2 separate regions of the Macaca fascicularis genome follow, and region 2 is linked to region 1. A link is a contact called in public Hi-C data. All regions are on one chromosome and are shown on one strand. Each heading gives the region's core, a stretch centred on a gene start, on an enhancer-like site or on the middle of the called end of the contact. The rest is flanking DNA. Distances are from core to core; before and after follow the strand shown.

Region 1 (3,433 bases), core at 700-3,199:
AGTGATAACACTTTCCTCCACATAGAACAGTGGTTCTTTCCTTCAAGGACAGACTCTCTTCTAGATATCTGTCTCACCCAGATGCTTTCAATATGTCTGATTAATCTGTGTGTCCTTGGATCTCAACACAAGACCTGTCACATAGTAACTATTCAGTAAATAATTGGTTAGGCAAATGAAAGAACAAATGCTGCTTAACAAAGTCTTCTGGAACTCCTAATGCCTGCACTATTCTTCTGCCTTCTCTTGTGTAGTACAGTACTCTAATAGGATATTTTGTCCTTAAGGACACACACACACACACACACACACACACACACACACACACACACACACACAGTGTGTATATATATTTTGTATTGCTCATTGACGCATAAGCCTAAATCCTCCCTCTTAGAGTTGATTAGATGCCAGAAGCTTCTTGGGAGAGGCATGAGTTCGTTTTGTTCTTATATTCTTTGTCCTTAAGCTTCTTCCCATACTACTGCCCAAAGGTGAGTGTCATTTATAAGAAACACATGGTGAGCTCTAACTCTTTTTGCCAAGTCAGTTGAAGTGGGTGTTCTATTTTGGAAATGGAGTCCTAGAGGTTTTCCTGCTGTTGAGTGTTTGGCTGGGTTTGTGATCCTCTCAGGGTGTTGGAAAGCCGTGTATAGGGATGGTAGCATGAGGGAAAACTGAGCGTGGAATTGAAGTTGCCTTTTGTTCGTGGGGATTGTCAGGGAGAGAGATTTCCCTAGCATCTGAAGCCAGAGCAGAGGGTGGATTTATTATATCTAGTCCAGGGATCAGCAAACTGTTTTTTCGTATAGCCTGCAAACTAAAAATGATTTTTAAATTTTTTTCTTTCATAATTGAGATTTTATTGGTTGAGGATCAGTACAGACATTTCAATTTGTACACAATTATTAATATACATACCGAAAATCTAAAAAGCCATGTATTGTAATTCTTTTTTTAAAGTTATTCCAGTGACTTTCCAGCTTAGAATTTGGAAGCAAATTGTCCTTAAGAGGCTATCAAGTACCGGCATCCTCACATGTTGATAAGCTGTTACATACGTCCTACCAATCCACAACTGAACAGCATGTACACTACATATTCAGATTTTTAATCTTTCACAGCACAGTAACCAAGTTATTAGGAAAACAGGACTACCGCAAGCAAAGATGTTACAGAGTGCACACAGTTCTGACGGGGAGAGCCATGATCAAGGAGTGGTTTTCTTTAGGAAACAAGTCAACCAAAAAACAACATAGAAGTAATTTAAAATGTTCAAGACATTAAATGCAGGACTGACTCCATATTGTCATTTAATATGCATTGTATTATAGGATATAAAAACTAACCCCCCATCTATCGAGTGTTAAGCTGACACCAAAGATAGTTAAAGCCTCCCTTAATTCAATATCCCACACTATTTTCTGGTTGTACCAAAAAATAAACAACCAGTGAATGATTGCACCTCTTAAAGCATTTACACTTAAAAATTGGGATGAGGTGGGATTCCCTCCTTCTAAAAAATGTTTCTAGAACTACTAAAAAACTTGTATTTACAAAATAGTTGATAAAAATATTCCTCGGATTGTACAAGAAGGGAGACAGGGACCACTGATAACACATGATGTGTGGTATTAATCAGACTTGATTTCTTTCTCTCCTGCTTCATCAGAGGCTGGACTCTCCTCAGTTTTCTTTTCCCTGTTTTCTGCAGGCAAATGTTCTTTAGTTTCTTGGTTAGCCACTTTGGCCTGTTTTCTCTTTGCTCCCGTTTTCCCTTTTGTTTGCACTTTTTTGTCTGAAGATTTATCCTTTGCTGCTACCTTTTTCTGCTTCGCTTTCACTTTTGCAGTAGCAGGTTTAGCAGACAACCGCGCCTATCTTCTCTCGGGCTCTTCCTTGGCGGCCCCTTTGGCAGAGCTGACCTTCCTCTTAGTCATCCTGGCGGCGTGGAGGGCGCCTGCGGGATGTCTGCGAGCCGTGGCGCAGGGAGAGGCTCGGCGAAGCTGGGCTGCCTTGGCGAAGCTGGGCTGCCTGGTCACTGCCGCTCCTCCCGCCGCCCGGCTGCTGAGACCCACAGCAAGGGTGATGGGAGAACCCTGATTTTTACATTTTAAAATAGTTTAGGGGGAAAACTAAAGAAGAATTTCAAGATGTGAAATTTATATGAAATTGAAATTTCAGAGTCCGTAAAGTTTTATTGGCATACAGCCACTCTCATTTGTTTACATATTGTCTGTTGCTGCTTTTACGCAAGAACAGCAGAGTTGAGTAGTTGCGACTACCAAGCATAAAATATTTACTGTCTGGCCCTTTACAGAAAAAGTTTATCTGGCCTAGTGTAACCTATCAATTAAAAAAAAAAAAACAGCTTCTTGGAGGAAGAATTCACATACTGTGCAGTTCTCCCATATAGTATACAATTCAATGGGTTTTAGTATATTCACAGATATGTGCAACTATCACCTCAGTCAATTTAAAAACATTTTTGTCACCTCAAAAATAAACCACATACACATTAGCTATTGTTCTCTCCCCTCATTTCCCCCAGCCCTAAGCAACCACGCTTGTACTTTCTCTTTCTGTAATTTGCCTATTATGGACATTTCATGTAAATACAGTCATATAATATGTGGTCCATTGTAACTGGCTTTTTTCACTTAGCGTGTTTTCAAGGTGCATTCATGTTGTATCAGTACTGCCTGTACATGTTCATGTATATATATCTGTATTTTATTTCTTTTCATGGCCAAATAATATTCTATTGCATGGACATACCAGTTTTGTTTAGCCATTCATCAATTTATAGACATCTGGTTTGTTTCACCTTTTGGCTATTATGAATACTGCTGCTATAGACATGTGTAAGTTTTTGTGTGGACATGTGTTTTATGTTTTGTTTGGATGTATACTTTTATTTCTCTTGGTACATACATATGAATAGAATTGCTGGGTCATATGGTAACTGTGTTTACCTGTTTTAGGAACTGCCGGAGTATTTTCCATATAAAAATGGTTCAAGTGGCTAAACCATTTTTACATTCCTGCCAGCAGTGTGTGAGGGATCTGATCTCTCCACATGCTCATCAACACTTGTTATTGTCTGACTTTTTGATTATAGTCATCCTAGTTGGTATAAAGTAATATCTCATTATGATTTTGATTTACATTTCTCTGATGACTAACGGTATTGAACATCTTTTCATGTGCTTAATGGTTATTTGTATATCTTCTTTAGAGAAATATTTTCTCAGATCCTTTGCTCAATTTTTTTTTATTATTATTTTAAAAAATTTCCATCTTAATTTTATATTCATGGGGTACATGTGCAGGTTTGTTACAAGGGTATATTGCGTGATACTGAGGTTTGGGCTTCTATTGATTTTCTTATGCAGATAGTGACCGTAGCATCCAATGGGAATTTTTTCAGTCC
Region 2 (3,433 bases), core at 510-3,009, 130 kb before region 1:
ATCCCCACCATTCCCTATTACTCCTATCAACGTTTCTTTTCTTTTCTTTTCTTTTCTTTTCTTTTTTTTTTGAGATGGAGTCTATACTGTCCCTCAGACTGGAGTGCAGTGGCGTGATCTCGACTCACTGCAAGCTCTGCCTCCCGGGTTCATGCCATTCTCCTGCCTCAGCCTCCCGTATGGCTGGGACTACAGGCGACCGCCACCACGCCCGGCTAATTTTTTTGTATTTTTAGTAGAGACGGGGTTTCACCGTGTTAGCCAGGATGGTTTTGATCTCCTGACCTCGTGATCCACCCGCCTCAGCCTCCCAAAGTGCTGGGATTACAGGTGTGAGCCACCACACCCGGCCTCCTACCTACTTTTCTTAATTGTATTACCTACCTGCCCACTTTGCCATTTGAATTTAAGACCCCTGGCTCAGGGAATAGGTCTAGGAGAACCTAGGTCAGGGTTCAACGGTTCTGGTCAATTTTCCAATATTCCGGTATTGAGTGTTAGTTTTTAGTATCTGAGTGTACAAGTGAATTAACTCATGTCATCCAGCTTTTACAGAGCACTTACTTTGTTCAGGGTCTATGGCTGGGTCCTAGTGTAGCAGAGATGAATGAGGCACAGCCTCTGACCTGAAGAGTGGCAATCACTACCTATTGGGGGAGGGGCAGACAGGTGTATGGTCCAATTTTGGCCACAGACTGATTTTGAAGGGGTGGGCAGAGTAAAAGTTTCTAAGGAGACACATTGAGCTGTATCTGTAAGAATGAGAGAACAGCTACATGAGGAACTTTGGAGCAGGGGAGAGTGTTTCAGGCAGAAGCAACAGCAGATACAAAGGCCGTGAGGTGGCTGAGTTTGACCTGTTTAGGAACTTAATGAAGGCTAGTGTGACAGGAGCTTAATAGAGCCGGGGGAGTGGTAGTAGGTGACGTTAGCTACGTATTTTTATATCAACGGCCTAACCCTTAAGCCAGGCAGCTGTTGGGCAAATCCATGTTCCCAGTCTTCAAAGGGCTTGCTCAGAACAGGTAGCTGGTTTAGCACTGTCAGTCAGAGGAGGGACTGGGCCTAATCCCTTCCCCTGCTTCTGGTGCCAAGGACAGGGTAGGGCACAGAGGTTTCAGTCAAGATCTGCTGACAGCACGCTTGAGAAAAGAACAGGAAGTGCAGGCTTTGTTGAAGGAGGCTCAGGCGTGGCTCTTTCTTCTTTGGCGCACTCACTCTCAAGTCGCTGACACCTCCTCCACCAGAGAGGTAGCTGGGAAAATGAGATGCAGGGAGGAATCATTTACGGGCCCCACCGAAAAACCTTAAAGGGCTGGGAGCTTGAGGGGCAGGTAGGAAAACGGGCTGTGAGAGCTAAGGGAGGGCATCACACTTAGCTTGGAGGGGAGGGGAGGTGGGGTCAGGAAGGCAGATGGCACCCTTTAGCCCAGACTCAAGGAATGTGTAAGGGAATTTTAGCTAGAGTGGTTTGGACATTTCATTTTGCTTTCTGGCATCATCATTTCCTCTGAAAACACTCGCAGGCCCCAGTGGCCCTAGTGGGCCTCCCCCGGGGCGGGTCTTAGCTTTACTCCCCAACCCTCTGCAAAAGAGCAGGCCCTCCCAGGAGCGCAAGTCCTGTCTGCAGTTCGCCGATGTTTCCACCAGGGGCCGCTGCGCACGGGCGACGAAGCGCGCGGGTTCCTGAGCCGCAGAGAGGCGGAAGTCGATTGGTTGTCAGGCGAGGCGGGAGGGCGGAGCCTGGGAACTGGCAGGGAGTTGGGGGCTGGGAGCTCGCCCCCTGGCCGAGCCGGCCTGGGCTGTTGTCGCCTCAGGCGGCTCCTGGGAGGCTAACGTTGTGTCCTGGGCCTCTGTTTAGACCGCCTCTACAACTGAGGCGAGTGGAGCAGCACCACGGCCCGGAGATCGGGGCAGGGCAGGTGTTGTCGCCGCCGCCGCCGCAGGCCTGAGTTACCTGAGTAACTGCGGGTCAGGGACTCGCCTGCGGGCCGGCAGTTGGCGCTGGAGACTCTGGAGGGGGAAAGGGAAGCTGGGACTTGATCCTTTGCGCGGGAGGGGCGTCCTGGCAAAGACTAGCACGGGTTGGGGATCCGGGAGAGCCCGCTGGGGGCTGGGGGCTCCGGGGAGCCGTCTTCACCGGTTATTCCGGGATCCAGCCGGGCGCTGGGGCGGGCCCGGGCTTCGCTGGGGGCCGGGCGGCGCGGGGCGGGCCGGCGGGAGAGCACGCCCCCGCTCGCCCCGGGCCCGCCCCGCGCCGCCCGCCCGCCTGGGAGCAGCTGTCCTGGGCCTGGCCGGTGTGCGTCCGCCTGCTGGACCTGGGCACCGCCAGCCGCCTGGGCACGGGACTGGGCGGGGGCGCTGACCTCGGCCTAGGAGGCCCAGGATCCTGGAGACGCCCGCGCCCTCAGGACCCTGCGGGTCGCACGCCCTCCCCAGCTTCTGCTGCTAGCCGCTCTTCGGCAGGGCGAGGTCAGGTGCCCCCTTCTTGCCTCTTTTCTCTGCTCTTCCTCCCCCACTCCTGTGCCCGCGGGGACTCCTGCCGCCCCCTCCCGCAGGGGTGTAGTAAGCTGCGGAGCTGACAGCAGCCCCGCAGCCACTCTGCCCAAAGTCTCCGGAAGCCGCACGAGCTCAGGCCGCCGTAGCCCCGGCGGACCCACTATTGGACCTGAGGAGCCAGCCCTCCTCCCGCACTCAAACTTGGAGCACTTGACCTTTGGCTGTTGGAGGGGGCAGGCCTGCGGGTGGCTGGACAGCTGCGGAGCCGCGAGGGCGTCTTGCCTGGAGACCGTCGGCTGCACTCGCGGGCTCCTGGCTTTGCCTTTGGGATCCCGAGGTGTCCACATCAGACGCATGTTGACTGAGACCTAGAGTCATGGATGTATGCGTCCGTCTTGCCCTGTGGCTCCTCTGGGGACTCCTCCTGCACCAGGGTCAGAGCCTCAGCCATATTCACAGTGAGAAGGCGACAGGAAGCAGCTCGGGGGCCAACTCTGAGGAGTCCACTGCAGCAGGTAAGGCCTTGCTGTGGGCTGGACTGGGCTGTAGGCTTTGGCTCAGAACTGAGTGGCCCGAAGTGGGCAAGTTGAAATCTAGGTTTGTACATGTGAGGTTCATGGAGGATCCACACATGGCACTGCCTGTTCCAGGTAGTCCAAGAAGTTCTTTCTGGTCAGTAGTCATGGCAAATGTCTCTATCTTTCCTGAACAACTTTCCTCATCACCCCCTCAGGATTTTTTTTTTTCTTGACAGTAATAAGAAGCCTTTGGGGCAACTTGACCTTTTAGATCAGCAAGGAAAGACCCCATCTTAGGCCTACTTGTCTGGAAGAATGGCCTGGTGAGATGATAAGTTCATTGCTCCTAGTCAGTTTTAGTACTGAGCAGCATGGGGGAAGTTGGGGCCACTTATGTTGTAAGGGAAAGTTAAGGC

What was found. A called contact is a pair of places that touch in the nucleus more often than the background predicts.
Region 2: a Hi-C map of liver shows a contact between it and region 1, with 2.3 times the contacts expected there. The contact joins the promoter of STIM1 here to the enhancer-like site in region 1. A contact is called at or near these places in 2 of 2 Hi-C or Micro-C datasets (liver and skeletal muscle).

Annotation. Positions count from the first base shown.
Region 1 is chr14:70,287,912-70,291,344 of T2T-MFA8v1.1, reverse strand. The region is part of intron 2 of STIM1 (stromal interaction molecule 1); the gene reads left to right. It also overlaps the pseudogene LOC107127384. Among named protein-coding and RNA genes, the nearest start is that of RRM1, 92 kb to the right of the region's middle. Within about 2 kb of position 1,949, at least 6 of the 6 cell types and tissues checked have an H3K27ac peak or open chromatin away from gene starts, as enhancers often do. A contact at or near this core is called in liver, where this site is marked.
Region 2 is chr14:70,416,481-70,419,913 of T2T-MFA8v1.1, reverse strand. It overlaps STIM1 (stromal interaction molecule 1), which reads left to right and starts at 1,759. Exons shown (of 13, transcript XM_005578993.4): 1 at 1,759-3,014. The coding sequence starts at 2,876.